Linked DNA regions of Mus musculus: region 2 is linked to region 1. The links are chromatin contacts, called in public HiChIP or PLAC-seq maps. All regions are on one chromosome and are shown on one strand. Each heading gives the region's core, a stretch centred on a gene start, on an enhancer-like site or on the middle of the called end of the contact. The rest is flanking DNA. Distances are from core to core; before and after follow the strand shown. Region 1 holds the start of Atp6v0c (ATPase, H+ transporting, lysosomal V0 subunit C). Region 2 holds the start of Mcrip2 (MAPK regulated corepressor interacting protein 2).

Region 1 (3,983 bases), core at 200-2,699:
GACAACCCTCTACCCCAATCTGCACCCTACAGGTGTTTACAGTCAACAGACACTGTTTGGAGTCCAAACTCACCAAGTACCTGCACAGAGAACCAGCCTCTCCATTTGCCAGGTAGGGTGGGGCAGGGCGAGGTCAGTTAAGCCAAAGACCAGACCTTCCAGGGGAGGCCCAGGCCAGACCAGTCCCCGGCCAGGGGCTGTGACTTACCTCCCTCAATCCCACATTCTTGGGTCTGGCCCAAAGCTTTTCTCCCAGGAAGGCCAATTTTCACTAAAATTTGACACTGAAGAATTGTCAAGGCCCAACTTCAAAAGCAAGATGCCATCAAGAACCTTGCTAGGCTTTTCCTTTTCTGGGCACGGAAGCGTCGCCCAGTTCCAGCCCCTCACCCCCCTAGAAGAGGAAGGTCATTCATTCACTCATCCATTCATTAGGTCCAGGGCTGAAGATCAAAGATGTAATCGTGTAAATGCAGGCACTCTAATGCCGCCCTCCCACCCACCTCAAAGCCCAGATCCCCAGCAGCCATCCACTAAAGTGCTCCTACCTAGGCCAAACCCACTTCCATAAGCTCTAACCGGAGTCCTTGCAGGTTCCCAGGACCAACCCCTCAGTCCAGTTTTCCTAACCAACCCACACCGATGACTGAACTATTGGGAAACCGAGACAAGCCTCAACCGGAAACACCTGCCTCACCCAGGGTAGAGACCCACCTGACCCCGGGCAGCTGGGCCGCCATAAAAGCAGGGCTTGTGAACCTTAGCGGGGACCCAGGCTCCCTCCAGCCAAGAGGCCAGGGACTCCCGTCCTGGGCCTGCCCCCGCCTACGGACTGGCGCCTTTCAAGATGTGATGTCACACCTGCCTGCAGAATGCGAGGGGGCACAGCATCGCGCGCCGCCCCCCGCGCCCCCCACCCCACCCTCATTCCTACTTCCCAGGACTAAGATGGCAGCCACACTGCCGCCCCACCCCCACAGAAGCGAGGCACAGGAGGCGGGCTGATAAGACCCGCAGCCGGATCAAGCCCCGTGCTCCACAAATCCATCAGTCCCCACCACCCCCCCAAACCTGCGCCCGTAAGGCCCGACACCCACATAGCTGGGAATGACGTCAGAGTGACGTCACGCCCAACCCCCAGTGAGCAGCGGTCTAGAGTCCCGCATCGCTTCGGCATCCCCTGCTCCTCCTGCAGCGATGCTCACCGCTGAAGACCATGGCGGACGAGGCGCCCATGACACCGAAAAACGAAGAATATTCGGGGTTGTTCTTGATGTCAGCCATGTCTGCAAGCAGGGAAAAGACAAGCTCAGCGGGCGGCGGCGAGCTAGGACAACGGGACAGCGAGCGAGGAGGCAAGCGAAGATCGTCGAGGCAGCGGATGGGAAGGCGACCCCGCCAGTCAGGCGCTGCGCTCTAAATACCAGCACCGCAAAGCAAGATGGCGGCCGCGCTCGCGTCACATGATCTGTCCCCGCCCCCACGGGCTGTACCACTTTGCGCCGGTGGGGGAGCGAGGCTCCAGGCTCGCCGGCAGCCCTTGGACAATTTATGGGCCCTGGCACCAGTCCTCGGGGCCCGGGGCCCAACGCTCAGCCTTGCCTGGGTCTTCGCTGGCCCGCGGCTCCACGCAGTCGTCTTCTCGAACCCTACGGGTTTTGGGATCATCGGTCCCCCGGGGCGGAGCCGTAGCGCTCATATTAGCATACAGGGTGGAGCGAACGCTAGCCCACCTTCACTGCGGCTGCGCAGAACTCACCGGTGTTCGAGTACCCGTGTTCGTTTTCCCTGTGTTCACTGCTCACGGACCTCAGGCACTCCTGCTGCATAAGACTCAGGTTAAAGTAGTGACATCTAGCAGCACTACAGAACTTATAACAGAAGAAATCCCTCGTGTTGGGCTTCGCTGTCTCCGCCAACCCCCAGGAATACCACGCCCCACCTCTCCGGGCTTTAAAGTGCAACAGCCCTAGGTGTTCTGTAGTCACCTTCTTCCATACCTAGGCTCCTGCAGATTCAGGCCCACCGTATTCCCTTTAATTCCGGTGGTGGTTGTGGGTCCCTCACCTGACCCCCTCTTGTATAGCTGTCTGCCCACAAAGACGTAGGCATGGCTGTTTTTCTATTTATTTTTCTACTTTATTTTTGAAACGGGGTTTCACTGTGAAGTTCTGGTTAAGCTGGAATTTGCCATGTAGACCAGTTCCGTCTTGTCTGCCTCTTGAGTGCAGGGGGTTAAAAGCACCCTGCTTGATGGGCTTTCAGCATTGACACCTGTGAAAGGTAACCCAGATTTCTGAAAGTCTCAGAAAGACCTGATTGCCCTTCTAGCACCCATGCAAGGCCTACCTGTGCCAGGCCTCCTTTCTAGACCACTGATGGAGGACTGGTTTCCCCAGCAATGGAGTGGCTAAGGCTACCTCTGCCCTCCAGATACCCTTGTAGCAGCTTACGCACCCCAGCTGCCTGCCTTCCTTCTACCTATCAACTCAGGCTGCCTAGTTTCCTTTACCCTTCCCTCCTGAGCAGCCACGACCTAGCCTAGACCTCCCTTGAAACTCAAGGTCACATTCTAAGACCAGTGGGTTCTCCAAGTGGTCTCAATGCTAATACCTCAACTTCTCCATGCAGGCAATAGAGACACCTTCCCATCCTGCTACCTTCTCAGTCCTACATTTCACAGCAGAAAACTCCCTGTGTCCCCTTCCCACCTTGGCTGAATCCAGTCTACCACCCTTTAAACTGGCCCGTAGAAGAGCCTTTGTCTTGTTTCAGAGAGGACGTTACTGAGAGCAGCTTTAGCCCTTCCTCCACCCTCTCTTGCTCCATTCTGACTTTTGAAAAGAGGAATCTTCACTCTTGCCCCCACGCCTTCACCCTGTCTCTCTCCAACTCCTTGCCCTTGCCAAGGTCACACTTCCTTTCTAAGCCAGCACACAGGGCCTCGGTACTGCTATCTCCAGTGCTTCCTCCCTCTCCCCCTCTCTTTCTCCTGTGTGCCTAGAGCCTGAAGAAGTCAGAAGAGCTCGTCAGATCCCCTAGAGCTAGAGTTAGTAATGCCTGTGAGATGCCAGGTAGGTGCTGGGAATTGGACAGAAGTCCTCTACAAGAGCAGTGAGTGTTCTTAACCACAGAACCTTGCTTTAGTCCCCATGGGTTTTTTGTTGTTGTTGTTGGTGGTGGTGGTGGTGGTTTTGGTTTTTGGTTTTTCGAGACAGGGTTTCTGTGTGTAGACCAGGCTCGCCTGGAACTCAGAAATCCGCCTGCCTCTGCCTCCCAAGTGCTGGGATTACCATGCCCGGCCCTTGGTTTGTTTTCTATTCAGCACTTAATATCCCACAATTCTTTGCTGCTTAATCATGTGCTAGGTAGGTCCTTCTTGGTGCGCTTCCCTTTGCTGTCTGCTATCCTCCAGCACCAGTTCCCAGGTCTCCTTACTTACTACTCAGAACCCATTTTCCCACAGGAAGTCCTCCTGACATCCCCCATGTTTCTCCTCTCCCTCCCCTAAGTGTCCCCCTCTGGCCCTTGCATCGAAGGTTGTTGTGACTTTTTTTTTTTTTCAGACATCCAGTAGGGTGCCCAGATCTGGCCACCCTAGTAACAGAGCTAAGCACCTAACTATATGTCAGGGCCTATGCTGAGGCATTTGAGGTTATTGTCATGCCTACTCTTAGTCACTGGTTAGTGAGACAAACCTAGGAAGACTAAGAGCCTTCCTCCAGTCACCAGCTAACAAATGAAGGAATTACAATTCTGGTCTAGGGCCCGCGCTAGTGGCTGAACTACCAGGTGAGCCACCATCTCTCACTTCGTTCCATTTCAAACCTCCCACCCAGATCTTCCAGGCACTGTGCAGGGCCTCTACTCTGAGTGGACTCTAGGAAAGAAACCACAAGAGTGCATCCCTGCCTTCTCCTTTACTGTTACTTCCCCCTTGGCATGAAATCATAGGTCATGAGTTCTGGCCTGTCACTGTCAGT
Region 2 (4,561 bases), core at 447-2,946, 1.7 Mb after region 1:
AGGAAACCAATCTCCCGGGCGTCAGGTGTTCTCCCTGGTTGCTGACAGATGAGTCCAGGCCTTCACATCAGCTTATCTTACTGAAGCCTTTTTAGAGGAAACACGCAGTGTGGTGTCTCTTGCAACTCAGCATTCTGGAGAGTGTTACTACCTTCTCCTCTTCCTGGACACTGACCCAAATATTGCCACAAGCCTGTCCGTGTTGTCCCCCAACAATAAGGACTTTAAAAGGTGTTTTCCCGCCGGGTGTGGTGGCGCACACCTTTAATCCCAGCACTCGGGAGGCAGAGGCAGGCGGATTTCTGAGCTCCAGGCCAGCCTGGTCTACAGAGTGAGTTCCAGGACAGCCAGGACTACACAGAGAAACCCTGTCTCTGGGGTGGGGGTGGGGGGTGGGGGGTGGGGGGGGTGTTTCCCAGGTAGAGATAGGCCAGTCACCAAGGCAGCTCCAAACTCCCTGTCTGGGTAACCACTTTGTGGTTATACATCTGCACCATAGAGTTCTCCCAGAGACATAAGGGCAATAAGGACATAAACCGATGTCATACGGATGTCCCCTAGGGCAAACACAGGCCACACAGGCATCTCCTACCTATAGCTTCCGAAGCCTAGTAGCTGAGAGCTAAGAGGGGTGGAGCCAGCCACACAGACTCCCCTGCTGAGACGAGTCTAACTCTTGGCCTCCCTCGAGATTGTGGTCTCTTTGGTGCTCTCTCTTAACCGGTTCACATGCCACCTCTACCAGAGTAGAGCCTACATGCCTGCAGAGTCCAGTCTACCGATACAGGAAACAGTAAATGGAGCCAAAGAAGTAAAAGGTTCAGCCTTGGTTGAGTGGGATCACTTCCAGGTCACACTGGCTGAAATCCAAGTAGCTAGGGCTGAACTTCCCTAGACACATTGCGGGTTAGGAAAATCAGAAAACTCTTGGAACCCACAGGCGCGGGCAACTGCTGGGGAGGAGGGCTCCAGTGTCCCAGGGTGTTAGTGAAGGGCAGGGACCTGATAAGACCAGCGGGAACACGTGCGCTTCTTCTGCTCTGCAAGGACAGGGCCTGAAGTCCTTGAGAGCCAGGGCCTTGGGCAACTTTCCCCAACTTTGACCTCGACCACTTCCCAAGGGGTCCAAGTTAGCGGCCCAAGGTCACCAGGTCCCTCGGTTTTGAGTACTTGCGGTCCTTGACAGGCGGGATTGGTCGGAAGCCCTCAAGGCTCCACGTGGCCACCAGGGTCCACTCAAGCCAGCTGGGCCCAGAAGTAGCCGGCGAGCAGAAGTGCACGAGTTGCCTGCGCCCCGCCCCCTGCCCACCAGGACGCGTGGTCCCCATCAACCTTCTCCAAGGTCACCCTCGTGCCCGGCGGCCTGGCTCACCTTGCAAGGGGCCAGGGTCCCTGAGTCTGTGCCGAGGGCTGCAGGTGCGCGGGTAGCGCGGTCGGCGGCACCGGCTGCCGGCATTTCAGGAGCTCGCCAAGCCTGCTCTCCACCTGCTGCTGTGTGGGACCTGCGGGCCGGGGCGGAGGGCGCTGTCAGCCGCCGCGAGCCAGCGGTCAGGACGTCCCGCCTGCCCGCCCGCCCTGCGCACCTGTGCGGCGCTGCGCGACCAGCTTGCTGGGCCCCTTGGTGATAGTGTACATGGTGCGCCGTCCCGCCCGCCCCTGGCAGCGGCCAGATCAGGCACCCTCCACCAGCTTCACTTTGCGGTCCCAGAGGCTCGGCCCCTTTAAGGAGGGAGGACGGGCAAAGGGGCGGAGCGACCCACACACGCCCCCTGCCCTTAAAGGAGCTTCGCCTACTTGGTAGCCTTCCCAACCCTTTGGAAAATTGGCCAAGTCACTAAATTTGAGCTAAGAACGGGTTGTACTCGCCAAGGGGTATGCCATCTCTAGACTGGAGCGTGCATGTGCGAGTGTGCATGTGTGTGCTTGTGTATCTGTCTGAGATTTCAGAGAGAGAGGCTCTTTCAGTTGAGGAGGGCCCTTTGTGTACTAGGGTAGTGCTAGGGACCCTGAACAGTCTCTAAAAACACCAGTATTCCAGCTCATATTTGAGACACCACCACCACCCAGCCAAGTGCCTGGACAAGCCTGGATTGTTGGGGATCACTGTGTCAGGAGTCAGCTTTAGAATGAGTGCTCTAAGAGTGTTTAAGTAGATCTAAAGTACTGTGGAACCAGAAGACCAGGAGAACACAGAGCCCTCAGGGGGTACCCTATTCCTAAAGTACTATACTAACCGCTCTTCAATTCATGTCCTGAGCCTTTTCCCCAACTACTGGGGAAGCTGGAAATTAGGTCTGTGGGGAGAGCCACAGGGTTTCCCAGTACAGCCTGGAAGGAGGAAGAACCCAGCAAGAGTGGAAGCAGCCTGACCCCCCCCCCGTACCCCCCCCCCCCGCCCCCAGGTCTCCTTTTTTTGCTGTTGGTTTTTTGTTTGGTTTGGTTTGGTTTTTTGAGACAGGGTTTCTCTGTGTAGCCCTGGCTGTCCTGGAACTCACTCTGTAGACCATGCTGGCCTCAAACTTAGAAATCCGCCTGTCTCTCCCTCCCGAGTGCTGGGATTAAGGGCGCGCGCCACCACTGCCCGGCGTGATGTGAAGTCTTGAACTGTATCTGCCAAGACTTGTGCTGCCCCTGCCACCAACACCTGGCCTTAAGGTTCCTATTGTCATATTTGAGGAGGGTCAGTCTGCAGGCACTAGGGACTAGGGGAGGCAGGTCTGTCAAGTCTTGGACCACTTAAGCAAGACGAACAGTGAGGAAGGAGTGAGGGTGGGTAGCTGGTCCACCTGAATTCCAGAGTATCTAAGGAACTCCAGGGGACTTTTATCCCAGGTGACCAAGCCTTCATTCCTTTGGCCCTGGGCCTTTGGCCTTACATTATGCAGAGCGGGGCTGGAGAGTGAAAGGCCTTCTCCAGCTCTGAGAAGACTGTTGAGTGTACTAGGGAGGCATGAGACATCTCACTCATGTCTAGTTGATGAGCCAGTGAGTTTATTGCGGTTACTTACTGGAGCATGGGTGACTCTCACTATGTCACCAAAAAGCCCACCACAGTATAGGTGACAGCTCATGAGTGCTGATCCTGGGAGCTTCTTTCCCAACCCTACTTAAGAGTCCCCTCTCGGGGCTGGAGAGATGGCTCAGTGGTTAAGAGCACTGACTGCTCTTATAGAGGACCTGAGTTCAATTCCCAGCAACCACATGGTGGCTCACAGCCATCTGTAATAAGATCTGATGTCCTCTTCTGGTGTGTCTGAAGACAGCCACAGTGTACTCATATTAAATAAATAAAAAATCTTTAAAAAAAAAAAGTCTCCTCTCAGCCGGGTAGTGGTGGCAGCACACAACTTGGGAAGCAGAGGCAGGCAGATTTCTGAGTTCGAGGCCAGCTTGGTCTACAGAGTGAGTTCCAGGACAGCCAGGGCTACACAGAGAAACCCTGTCTCGAAAACAAACAAACAAACAAACAAACAAACAAAGTCTCCTCTCTCCTAGCACTTGGCACCTGGTTATATAGCACCTGGGAATTTGAATCTTGAGGTTTTCCTGAGCTTCACAAGTTTCATATCGCCTTCCTAAGTCTTAAGAGCTTCCCTCCTTCAGAAGGAAATGTTTCAATCTGCTGGTACCAGGCCTGTGACTGCAAAGGTGAGTGTGGATCTGGGAAGAGAGTTAAGGCCTGGAGTTGTACCGAAAGAAAGAAAGAAAGAAAGAAAGAAAGAAAGAAAGAAAGAAAGAAAGAAAGAGTGAGTCTTGGAGCTGAGACGAAAGGATGGACCATCCAGAGACTGCCCCACCCGAGGATTCATCTCATAATCAACCACTAAACACAGACACTATTGCATATGCCAGCAAGATTTTGCTGAAAGGACCCTGTCTCTTGTGAGGCTGTGCCAGTGCCTGGCAAATACAGAAGTGGATGGTCATTGTCTTCTATTGGGTGGAACACAGGGCTCCCAATGGAGGAGCTAGAGAAAGTACCCAAGGAGATGAAGGGGTCTGCAACACTATAGGTGGAACAACAATATGAACTAACCAGTACCTCCAGAGCTCATGTCTCTAGCTGCATATGTAGCAGAAGATGGCCTAGTCAGCCATCACTGGGAAGAGAGGCCCCATGGTCTTGCAAACTTTATAGGTCTCAGTAAGGGGAATACCAGGGCCAAGAAGTGGGAGTGGGTGGGAAGGGGAGCAGGGCAAGGGGGGAGGGTATAGGGGACTTTCGGGATAGCATTTGAAATATAAATGAAGAAAATATCTAATAAAAAATTGAAAAAAGATAGCTAATGTTGCCGGGCGTGGTGGTGCACGCCTTTAATCCTAGCACTCAGGAGGCAGAGGCAGGCAGATTTCTGAGTTCAAGGCCAGCCTGGTCTACAAAGTGAGTTCCAGGACAGCCAGGGCTATACAGAGAAACCCTGTCTTGAAAAACCAAAGAAAGAAACAAACAAAAAAAGATAGCTAATGTTAAAGAAAGAAAGAAAGAAAGAAAGAAAGAAAGAAAGAAAGAAAGAAAGGAAGGAAGGAAGGAAGGAAGAAAGAAAGAAAGAAAGAAAGAAAG

Evidence for each region. HiChIP or PLAC-seq counts read pairs in DNA pulled down with a chosen protein or histone mark.
Region 2: a contact with region 1 is called in an H3K27ac HiChIP or PLAC-seq map of bone marrow-derived dendritic cells, with 5 times the contacts expected there. The contact joins the promoter of Mcrip2 here to the promoter of Atp6v0c in region 1. A contact is called at or near these places in 1 of 39 promoter capture datasets (pre-B cells) and 2 of 115 datasets of contacts at active chromatin or transcription factors (bone marrow-derived dendritic cells and pancreatic cancer cells).

What each region holds. Positions count from the first base shown.
Region 1 is chr17:24,168,001-24,171,983 of GRCm38.p6, forward strand. It overlaps Atp6v0c (ATPase, H+ transporting, lysosomal V0 subunit C), which reads right to left and starts at 1,450. Exons shown (of 3, transcript NM_009729.4): 1 at 1,206-1,450. The coding sequence starts at 1,284.
Region 2 is chr17:25,867,042-25,871,602 of GRCm38.p6, forward strand. It overlaps Mcrip2 (MAPK regulated corepressor interacting protein 2), which reads right to left and starts at 1,697. Exons shown (of 5, transcript NM_026633.3): 1 at 1,584-1,697; 2 at 1,373-1,502. The coding sequence starts at 1,635.